2 separate regions of the Sus scrofa genome follow, and region 1 is linked to region 2. Evidence: chromatin contacts called from public Hi-C data. All regions are on one chromosome and are shown on one strand. The core of a region is the stretch at or near the end of the contact, and the rest is flanking DNA. Distances in the headings are between cores, read along the strand shown.

Region 1 (6,155 bases), core at 2,446-4,945, 470 kb before region 2:
TGGGGCCTCTTGTGGCCCAGGTCCCATTGCAAAAGGTCTCTAGGAGCAAAGGTGGGAAAAAGGAAATGTTCCCCAAAGGGAAAGGCTGGAGGTTACCTGGGTATTTCACTGTGAAGTGGTGAGGTTCCCTTCCACAGAGATGGAGGCGCTCTGGTGTAAAACCCAGTCCCACTGCCCCAGCTTATTAAACCCTGAACACCTATCCCTTGAGCCCTGGCATTCTGTAGGGAGTAGGCAGCAGTCACAATATGGCAGAGGTGGCAGAACCTACAGTAGGCGCATTCTCCTCTGGCCCTGCCTGCCACTTTAGGGCGGCACTAGGTGGATGGACAGGCAGGCAGAGAAGACAGACAAACAATGCTCCTTCTTGGGGTAAGGCTTCCTCCTTTGGATCATCCGACACTATGTTTAGAAACTGCTCCTTCTTGGATCCCTCCCCTCTGCGGTTGGCCTGTCTCACAACTGGACTTTTTTCTGAGGGGTGGGTGTTAAGGGCCACACCTGTGACAATATGGAGGTTCCCAGGCTAGGAGTCTAATCAGAGCTACAGCTGCCAGCCAATGCTACAGCCACAGCAATGCAGGACCCAAGCCACATCTGTGACCCACACCACATCTGACGGCAATGCCAGATCCTCAACCCACTGAGCAAGGCCAGGGATCAAACCCGTGTTCTCACAGATACTAGTCGGGTTTGCTACTGCTGAGCCACGAGACGAACTCCACAACTGGACTACTTATAATCACTGATCTCTTCATTTGCCTCACCCCATTTCAACAAGCAGCAAGCCCCAAGACTTTCTGGGTAAAACGTGGCACATTTTTCACCAACAGACTCAAAGGTAATGTAAGAGTTTTTGAGGAAATGAGGGCCACAAGGAGCCTCTTGCTGCAACTGTCCAATTCTAATCGGGCCCTTTGTAACTTGTCTGCAGAAACAGAGCCACATTTGAGGGCTTAACCAGAATCAGTTTACCTTTTGTCTCTTCTGCTTCCTGTAATGTACTCTTGGTGACTTAGCATCTGGGTTTCTCATTCTCTGCTTTGTAGGACTTTGATGCAACAAGCTGCTTGTTAGGGGGTTAGGGTTAGGAGTTACAGTCTCATAGTTCACTTAACATATGACTGAATTAAGTATACAGGTCCCAAAAAGGCTGATGAGAGAAAGCACACCCACTTCAGTGTACCTGTTCACAGCAATGTGGTAATGGGGAGAATTGCTCCCTTTGCCTGGATCACCTGTTCCTTGACAGCCACCTGGGTTGATCCTACAGCTCCTGTGGGTCTTTGCTCAAATATCTTTCTCAGGAAGGCCTACCCTGGCCACCCTGTTCACATTATCAACCCCAGGTGAAATTCTGCCTTACTTGTCCGTGATCACTTAGCATCATATGACACACCTCATGTATTCACTTATTTATTATCTCTCTCCTCATTTGAATGTCAGCTTCAGGTGTTTTGGTTTTGTTTTCCTATTTCGTCCAATGTTGTGTTCCCAGCACCTAAACTAGTGCTTCACAGGCTTCAATATTATGCAACAATGATAATAATAACAACAATAAGGAGCTCCCGATGTGGCACAGCAGAAACAAATCCAACTAGGAACCATGAGGTTGTGGGTTCGATTCCTGGCCTTACTCAGCAGGTTAAGAATCTGGTGTTGCCGTGAGCTGTGGTGTAGGTAAAGATGCGGCTTGGATCTGGCGTTGCTGTGGTTGTGGTGCAGGCCAGCAGTTGTAGCTCCGATTAGACCCCTAGCCTGGGAACCTCCATATGCCGTGGGTGCGGCCCTAAAAAGCAAAAATTTTCTTTTAATTAAAAAAATAATAATAACAATAATAAATATTTTAGAGCCCTTCCAACAACTGGACTGACACCATAACCTATTTCCCCTCAAATAGCATACATGTGAAATCATTCTCACAGGTCTAGGCATTATTCCTAACCAGGGCCCTCCATCCTAGGGGTAACAGCATGTGCTGAGATGCTCTGCTCTGGTTTCCAGTCCCCTCCTGAAAGCCCCTTAACCACTCCATCCCCCAGCAGCCAGGAACACTTCAGGACGGCAGATGTGTCACTGAGGCTGGGTACCCAGGACTGGACTGGGTAACCTGCCCCAAGCAAGGTCATGGGTCTGGGGACCTCCATTTTGTTGACACTGGTGCTCTTTGAAGGCCTTAAGAGGCTTCACAGCTAGCACACTGGCTTTCAAGTGCAGGCTCTGGAGAAAGGCTGCCTCGTTCAAATCCTAGCTTTGCCCTGAACTAGCTGTGTGAGGCTGGCCAAGCAACCTCAGCTCTCTGTGCCTCACTTTCTCACCAACTAGCCTGACAGCGGGATCTACACTCACCTCGTAGAGGAGTTGTGAGATTTAAATGAAGTGATCACATGCAGGCTAGCATATAACAAGAGCTCAGAAAATGTGAGCTATGAATCTGGTTCCAAATGAGGTCACCCTGGAAGGTGACCTACTGTAATGGCTGAACATGAAAATCCATCCTAAGAGGAATCCTGGAGTGATGGCAGCAAAGGCTGGTGCCCTTGTGGGGCGGGTTTGCAGGCACCAGCTTATCCACACTTGAATAGCCTATTTCTTATCAGACCACAGGGCCCACTTTGGGAGGACTTCCCTTCAGAGGCCAGGCAATCAGCTAGGACCTGGTTAGCAGTCTCTCTGCCCCTCCCCCTAATCTAAAATGTGACAGAATTAACCATGGCAGCGAGTATCCAAAGGCAGTTTCAATGAAATGTTTAGACACTAGTTCTCCCTCACAATGCCCAGCCCTGTGATGGAAGGATCAGAGAGTTGGAGTCACAGAGGGGAGTGTGGAAAGGTCACCCTGTCACTCTATTGTGGAGGTAACAGGGGCAGGAAGTGGGCAACCTGAGTGGAAAAAAAAGGGCTACTTTGAAGCAGCCATTTTCAAAACATAAGTCACGTGCTCAAATGAGCCTCAAGGCAGCTACCGAATCGAAGGCTCTGGACCTTCCCAGGGGCGCCCAAGGGGACTTACCGAAGAGCAGCGGCTTGAGGCTGAGGGTTCGGATGAAGTGATCCCTGTCGGCAACCAGCTGGACCTTGCGCTCATGACCCACCTAAGGGAAAGCGGCACAGCGGAAAGCTGGGGAGCCAGGCCGCAAGGGCCGAAGGAGGGAAAAGGCGCCCCGGCCTGGAGCCCGGGGGTGGGCCAGCGAGTAAAGGGGTGCGCGCAGCACGACCCGAGTGGCGCAGGTGCAGTATAGAGCCCCGGGCACAGCGCCAGCCGTCACGGGCTAGGCGGTGCAGGGCCTGTAGCGCGCGGCGGCGGCAAGAAGCCTCACCTTGATGCCCTCGAGCCGGGTGAGGGGAGCCAAGGTTGGCGCAGGTCCGGGGCTCTGGGTGCGGCGCTGGGGCCCAGGGTCGCTGCTCTCGTCACCGTTGCTGTAGTGTACGAAGAGCAGCAGCGCTAGCACGTTGCCCAGGTACAGATGCACGAACACCATCAGCACCAGAAAGTAGGCGCGCGAGCAGATGCCGCGGGGCTTACCCAGCGGCCGGACCGGTGCATCCTCGCAGTCGCCCAGCCCGGCCGCTGCTCCGACCGGCTCGCGCGGGGGTGGCGTCCACTGCGGACTCGAGTCCTCCCGCCGCGGGCCTGCGGCCGCCGCAGCTGCAGCCATAGCGCCCAAGTGGCGCACGCGCCAATGGGAGGGGCCGATCTCGCCGCGCCGTCGCCCGGACAACCGCCGGCGAGCCTGCGCGCGCCGAGGTTACTAGGAAGACTGTGACCCGGGATGCCGCGCCCGTGCGGAACTCACTATCTCTGCGCCTTGGACCCGGGCCCACACTGGAGTTTTTCTTCCCGAGCTGGATTATCATCAGGCGGAGATACACATTCCCTAAGGCAAAAGCCGACCCATCAAGTGTAGAAGCAGAAAAGACCACCAGTTACAGGAAATGCCCCTGGTAGTTTCTCTGTTCCCCAGTTAGGACGCGCTTCCCTCTTCCCTGAAAAGTGTGGTCTGCATTTTCTCGCTCCTGGGAGGGAGTGAGGTGGCAGCAAGGAGGCAATGCCAAACGATGACTCAATACTGCGGCTGGTTGGGGGCGCCATGGAGGCCGATGCCTGCGTATGTGATGTTGTGGGCCTGACATGGCATTGAGCACTGACACTCGCTGGTGTAAGAGGACAAAAACGCCCTGGAGGTCTCCTCTGTGGTTGGTTTGAACTTCCCAGGGAGGCCTGCAGGAGTCAGGGCTTAGGAAGAAACTCCCTGATGAACGAGGCCGCAAAGATGGGGGACCCAGCCTGTGGTGGTCAGAGGGGGTTTCCGGCAGAAATGCATGTGCTCAGGTGCACAGGAACACTCCTTGCCTCAAAGCTGGTACATATTAAGAGGGAGAAACAAGACTTTTCCATAACTGAGACACCAATGCCTCAGAGTTAAATTCAACTCAGATTATGGCCAAGTAAGATGGGAGGACATACCACTGGTCAAGTGCCAAAGCCTTGGCATGCTCTGTGCTCCCAGTAACCTCCAGGTAGACATGCAGAGACAAGAGCAACATCATTGCTGGTGGTTTCTCCTTATCCTGTTAACACTCCTGCACCCTCCAACTTCCTCCCAGAAAAGTAGAATGTGCATTTTCTGGTCTGCTCAGGGCAGGCCCACCTCTCATTCTCTTAGAGATTCCACACCCAATGAAAGGTTTCATCTATACCCAAGAACATGGGTTCATCTATTCATCCAGTCATCCTTAGGGACTATCTTATCAATCTCCTTAAGATATTACAGAAAAACACTGTCCATGGGAGTTCCCGTCGTGGCGCAGTGGTTAACGAATCCGACTAGGAACCATGAGGTTGCAGGTTCGATCCCTGCCCTTGCTCAGTGGATTAACGATCCAGCGTTGCCGTGAGCTGTGGTGTAGGTTGCAGACGCGGCTCGGATCCCGCGTTGCTGTGGCTCTGGCGTAGGCCGGTGGCTAGAGCTCCGATTCAACCCCTAGCCTGGGAATCTCCATATGCCGCGGGAGCGGCCCAAGAAATAGCAACAACAACAACAACAAAAAGACAAAAGACAAAAGACAAAAAAAAAAAAAAAATGCATTTAAGAAAAACACTGTCCAACAGAAGTTCTGGATGTTTTTTCAAGGAGGGAGGGCAGGTGGCAACAGGAGCCACTGGGGTTCAGCCAAAGCTGGGACGCTGACCAAATAACACCAGTGGTCCAGCATTCTGCTTCAGATGGAGTGGGAACTGAGTTGTGCAGGGCATTGGCAAGCCTGGATGCTCCCTACATGAAGGCAAAGACAGAGGCATTGAGGACCTGGCGCCCTCTTCCTGAAATGAATTCCAGATGTCATACTTTTCTGGTATCCATAAATGAATGTTGAGACCATTTCCTTTGTAGCCTTTTAGGTAACCACAATAATGTCCATGTTCCTTATTTTCCTGAACTGCATTCTCCTACTTTCCTATTACCTGTATCCAATTGAGTTATGCTTACTGCTATGTACAGCTCCTTCTGTGCTAACCACAAAGACAAGCAAGTTGGGTGGGAAGTGGGGGGTGCCTCATCCTCTTTTTCTGCTCTGCCTGCTGTAGGGTGTGAGAATGTCACAACCAAATCATAAAGTATAATTTCTTGGCATTTTAAGACCTATGGCCTTTTTGATGCCTAAACCTTTTTTTTTTTTTTTTTTTGGTCTTTTCGCCATTTCCTGGGCTGCTCTTGCAGCATGTGGAGGTTCCCAGGCTAGGGGTCCAATCGGAGCCACAGCCGCCGGCCTACGCCACAGCCACAGCAATGCGGGATCCGAGCCACGTCTGCAATCTGCACCACAGCTCACGGCAACGCCAGGTCTTTAACCCACTGAGCAAGGCCAGGGACCAAACCCGCAACCTCATCGTTCCTAGTCGGATTCATTAACCACTGAGCCACAACGGGAACTCTGATGCCTAAACCTCTCACCTCATGGGAATGGCAACCCCTCCTCAATCATGATACACAGCCAAGTCTGGGCCTTGTACCAATCTGTTTTCTAATCTCAATAACAAAAATTGGACTTTTTGTGCTTTCAGGGCCAAAAATAATAGTTCAGTACAAAGATAATGCTCAGATTGTTGCATGAAGCCCTGAGGGATATATGGAAAATCCTTCCACCACACTTTG
Region 2 (5,411 bases), core at 1,659-4,158:
TTGGGCATATATAAGTTCCCAGGCTAGGGGTTGAATCAGAGTGCAGCTGCCGGCCTATGCCATAGCAATGCTGGATGAGAGCTGCATCTTCAACCTACACCACAGAGGCACAGCAACACCGGATCTTTAACCCACTGACTGAGGCCAGGGATCCTCAGGACATTTTTCTGGGTTCTTAACCTGTTGAACCACAACGGAAACTCCCTCCCTGTTATGTTCTTAGTTTTTCTAGGGAACTGTAAAGGGTCATATGGAGGACTTCTGCTTTTTTACAAAACTGCTAATGAAAATAGTAACCATTAGGATGTGTTTTTTAACTAAGACATGCTATAAATTTATCTCAATGCTATAACAAGTTTGTATCTCTTTTTGATATGGTATACAGTGTTACAGTGTTTCCTTTCTTGCTTTGGCTGTTAGGAATTTCAGGATTTAGTTCCACCAAAATTTTCTGGCTTTCTTTCCATAGCTTTCTCCCAATTCATGGGGATCAATCTGGACTCTTTTTTTGCTTTTTGTCACATCCGGGGCATATGGACGCTCCCAGGCCAGGAATCGAATCTGAGCCACAGCTGTGGCCTGTGGTGCCACTGTGGCCACACTGGATGGAACCCATGCCACTGCAAAGACAATACCAGATACTTAACTGCCATGCCATGGTAGGAATGTCTGGGCTCTTAAACTTATATATATATATATATATATATTTTAATAACATATGCATACGTGAATTAATTAACTATAAAAAACACAAGTTAAATCACTTACCTTTTCTTTAAGTTCTTTGTATTGTAACTGAAGTACCTCTAATTCAAAATTATCTTTAACTGGAGCACTTTCTCTCTTTTTCCCTGTAGGATTTTTTGGCATTCCATCTAATCTGGGGACCTTTTGAACATCTGTAAAAAACAGTTCCCATGTACTTTTCAGGACCTAATATTTTTCCATTTTTACCAGACAATGCTGAAAATAATCACTTTGGAAAGCAAATTAGAGAAAGATATAGTAAGCAATATAGGTATTGTCCAACATAAGAACATAATTGAATCCTTATGAAAGAACAGATCCTGCCAACCTCTCCCCATTCCCCATCCAATTTTTTTTTTTCCACTTATGGCCACACTGGTGGCACATGGAAGTTCCCAGTCCAGGGACTGACTGCCTATGGCACAGCTGTGGCAATTCCAAATCCTTAACCCACTGTGCCTGGCCAGGGATGCAACCTAAGCCACTGCAGTCGGATTCTTAACACACTGCGCCACAGCAGGAATTCCTTCCCACCCCTTTTTAAGAGTCTTACCTAAAGTTGAAAGGTGCTCTGGTCTCACTGATCAGAACTCAGAGGTCTATTATCAACAATATTTACTGAGGACCTACAATATGCCAGGCACAATTTAGCCTCAAAAGAAAGGTACAGTGGTGAGCAAAATGGATACAGTCCTTACACTCATGCAGCTTACATGGCAGTAAAAAATACACGAATAAATGTAAAATCACAATTGTTATAAGAGCTGCAGAAAAGAACAAATATAGGAAAGCCCATACTAGGAGATTTGATCCAAGTGAATGATTGGAGTGCTTCTGTAGGGAAGTGATAACTGAACTGAGAGCTGAAGAACAAGCAGGAATTAAGCAGGTGAGTGGGGATGGGGAATGGATGGAAAGAATACTCAATGCATAAGAAACAGCAATGTGCAGTTTCTATATGGTAAGGAGCAGGGAGAATTCAAGGAATGAAGCGAAGTCAGTGAAGTCCCACAAGCCTTCACTTATTTCCCACCTAGAATGTAAGCTCCATGAAGGAAGGGGCTTCTGTCTTTTGTTCACTGTTAAGTGTCTGCAGCTCTTAAAGTTTGGCACCTCATACAATTTATTGGTTGTATAAAAGAATGTCTCTTCTACCTCTTGCTACTTCCAAGCCCATCTTATCCTTATGGGAAAAGGGAAAAGGACCCATGTTAGAAGGGGTGGGAACTAACAGCTCAGGCTCATTCATTCATTCATTTCTCAGAGAGCTCTTAGGTGTTTTTGTCCCAAGTGCTTCGTCACATAGAAATGCGTGAGGGAATTCCAGTTGTGGCTCAGCCGTAACGAACCCAACTAGTATCCATGAGGATGAGAGTTCAATCCCTGGCCTCACTCAGTGGCTTAAGGATCCAGCATTGCTTTGGCCGTGACATTAGTTCTAAAGCCACTCAAACCTGTCCTAAGAATGGGTCCTCATGTGTAGGTAGTAATGGTGGGGGTTCTGATGGCAGTGGTAATCATGTTCCAAGGATCCTAGTGGTCCAAACTATAGGAACTAAAGTAAAATGTCAACCTAGCTTTCTATATTTTAAATAGGCTGTCTGACATTCCTGATATATTTCTCCCCCAAATCAAAGGACCTTTTCGGGCACAACCGCTGCTTAAATCAAGCTGTTCCTGTATTTTTAAAAGGTGAAGGAGTAATGTGGGTGCAAGACACCGTGGCAGCGGTCGCTGAGGGATTCCCCAGTCTTCTAGGGGGTCTGGCAAGGGCTGCATTATCCTCGGGGGAAAAGGCCCCGAGGCGCACTCACTGGACATGTCCCGACCCGTGGTCGGGCACTGGCTCAGGGCCTGTGACGCGAGGGTGTCCAGCTCCTCCAGGTCGTCGGCGGTGAAATCCCCATGGGCGCCGAAAGGGTCTTCGGGGTCAGGAGCGGCGGCCGCTGGGAAGCCCCGGGCCCGCTTGCTCGGAGGGTGCCCGGGGCTGGGCGGCGGGCCAGGATTGGGTGCCGGGGGTCCGCTTCGCCTCCTGCTGCCTGGCGTGGGTATTCCAGCCATGCCTGCCGCCGGCCAGTCTCCGAAGGAACGGAGTCCGGCCTCTATCCAGGAGCGGGGACCAACCGCTCGCGCGCCGCCACTTGCCTCAGCCGCTGTGCCACGCCCCGGAGCCAAGGGGCCAATCAGCTGCCAGTTCTTAGGCGCGGAGGGATGACATAATCTGAGCGCGCTACTGCGCTCAACTGAGTGTCTGCCTATTTGTTCTCCGCCTCTGGGCCCCACCCTGTTTGCTGCTCAGGTACTGGCGGTTAGGACTCAGTGGGCCTGGCGGGTGCTTTGTGCAATGTGAGCCAAGTTAACCTGGGGTGACTCACCAGCCCCACCGCCGGGGTGGCTCTGTGCCAGCTTCTTGACATCCCATAGGGTTTGCTGTGCTGGAGGAGTTCGCCCTCCTGATATTCACAAATTCATGCCCGGACATTCACACGCGTGAATCGAGGCAGGCAGCATTCACATTCAGGGTCCTTGTGACCTGACTGTCCTCCAGCCTGAACCACTTCACATATACCTCGAGGCTTTCTTGGGGAGGAGTCTTGGAGAGGGGGGCTGGGCTAGGAGTATGAACAGCGCTGTTGTGAGCACACATCTTTTTGAGAACAGTAAATGTTTTGAATGTGTGCATTTGAGGTAGGTCAATAGAAAAAAAGGAGTAAAGGAATGATCCTGAGAAGAGTGTGTCTGTGTTGGAGGGGGTGGGAACTAACAGCTCAGGCTGTTAATATTCATTCATTCATTTCTCAGAGAGCTCTTAGGTGTTTTTGTCCCAAGTGCTTGGTCATATAGAAATGCATGAGGGAATTCCCATTGTGGCTCAGCGGTAATGAACCCGACTAGTATCCATGAGGATGAGGGTTCAATCCCTGGCCTCACTCAGTGGCTTAAGGATCCAGCATTGCTTTGGCTGTGGCATAAGCTGGCAGCTACAGCTCGGATTCACCCCTACCCTAGGAATTTCCATATGCCGGGGGTGCAGCCCTAAGAAGACAAAAAAGAAATGCATGAGACTCAGTTCAAGGCAGGCCCCCTTAAGTGTTACCTGGGCTGTCCTACAGGTTCAGTGGGAGTTTTATCAAGAGTTAGCAAGGAGGATGGCACACAAGACTACTCAAACAAGGACTTCCTGTCATGGCTCAGCAGAAATGAACCTGACTAGTATCTATGAGGACGCAGGTTTGACCTCTGGCCCCACTCAGTGGGTTAAGGATCTGGTGTTGCTGTGGACTGTGGTGTAGGTCGCAGACACGGCTTAGATCATGAGTTGCTGTGGCTGTGGTGTAGGCCAGTGGCTACAGATTCAATTTGATGCCTAGCCTGGGAACCTCCATATGCCACGAGTGCTACCCTTAAAAAAAAAAAAAAAAAAAAGACTACTCCTCAGACAAGAATATGACACTAAAATGGAGGTCACACAAGTGCTAGGCAGAAGTTATCTCTGGCTAAGAGGGAAGGTGTTAGAGGGGACTTCTGGGCTTGAGTGGCTAACAGGATTTTGTTAGGCAGCAGTGATGTGCAGGATGGTTAACAGGAACGGTGTTGGAGAGGAACTGGGGCAAAACTTTTCATTCTTGCATGCCCAGAGCCAAACTTAGCCTGTGAGTATCCTATGAGTGTCTGTGAAGGCAGTAAATGAAAAGGAGATGGTTGTCAGGGCCTAGAGGGTTCCCTCAGATAGCTGCTCAAATGTTGAACACCTGTCTTAATTGTTCCAAGTCTCTGGTCCTGTAAAGAGGTAGGATTATACTTCATTTGTCAGTACAGATTAGGTTCCACCAAATAAAAGAGCATAAGTTTAATCTCAGAGGCAGAGTGCTCTCTGAAGGATTGTTCAGCAGCACAGAGATGGGTGCCAGCTGGCAAGGCCCCACAGGGAATGCTTGAAGTCCAAAGAAGATGTTGCTGCTGGCTGTGCAACTTTTGACTATGACCAAAGCCAGCTGTTTTTCCTTTTCTATTAATATCAAATATGTTAGAGTTATAAAACAGGCTTCAGTCTATCAGTCTTTTCCAGGTTTTTTTTTTTTTTTTTTTTTTTTTTCATTTCTGGCTGGCCCACAGCATATGGAGGTCCTGGCCCAGGGATCAGACCCAAGCTGCAGTTGTGACCTAAGCCGCAGCTGTAGCAATACCAGATCCCTAACCCACAGTGCCAGGCTGGGGATTGAACCTGCATCCCAGCACTCCCAAGGCACCACCAATCCCATTGCGCCACAGTGAGAACTACACTTTTCCAGTTATGACCTAGCAAAATCTCAGACTAGTTCTAGAGCCCCTTTTGAAAACATGTTTTTGGAGAAAATGTAGTAGTATTAGTATTATTCCCATAGTCGTACCAAGGGCCTACACACAAAATCTAGACTTATGTCTCTTAATTTAGGTATTTCAATACATATGCATTTAGCAACATTATGGTCTCTGTCCTTTAGGAATTTACTCCTCCTGGAGTCAAGGGTGGTAGTTAACATATGCCAGGAGAAAAAAAAGGAAAGGAGTAAGAGACACTGGGACTGCCACTAAGGTTAGAAAAGAGCTTACTACTGTGACTTTTCAGTGCTCCAAGAGGAGTTATTAGTTGGTGCAACAGTGAGGCAGGAGCTTGTTTGGAA

Evidence for each region. A called contact is a pair of places that touch in the nucleus more often than the background predicts.
Region 1: a Hi-C map of embryonic fibroblasts shows a contact between it and region 2, with 1.9 times the contacts expected there. The contact joins the promoter of P4HTM here to the promoter of ATRIP in region 2.

The regions. Positions count from the first base shown.
Region 1 is chr13:31,624,770-31,630,924 of Sscrofa11.1, reverse strand. P4HTM (transmembrane prolyl 4-hydroxylase) reads right to left here and starts at 3,695. Exons shown (of 9, transcript XM_003132198.4): 1 at 3,321-3,695; 2 at 3,014-3,095. The coding sequence starts at 3,659.
Region 2 is chr13:31,157,346-31,162,756 of Sscrofa11.1, reverse strand. It overlaps ATRIP (ATR-interacting protein), which reads right to left and starts at 2,908. Exons shown (of 13, transcript XM_005669525.3): 1 at 2,562-2,908; 2 at 769-899. The coding sequence starts at 2,808.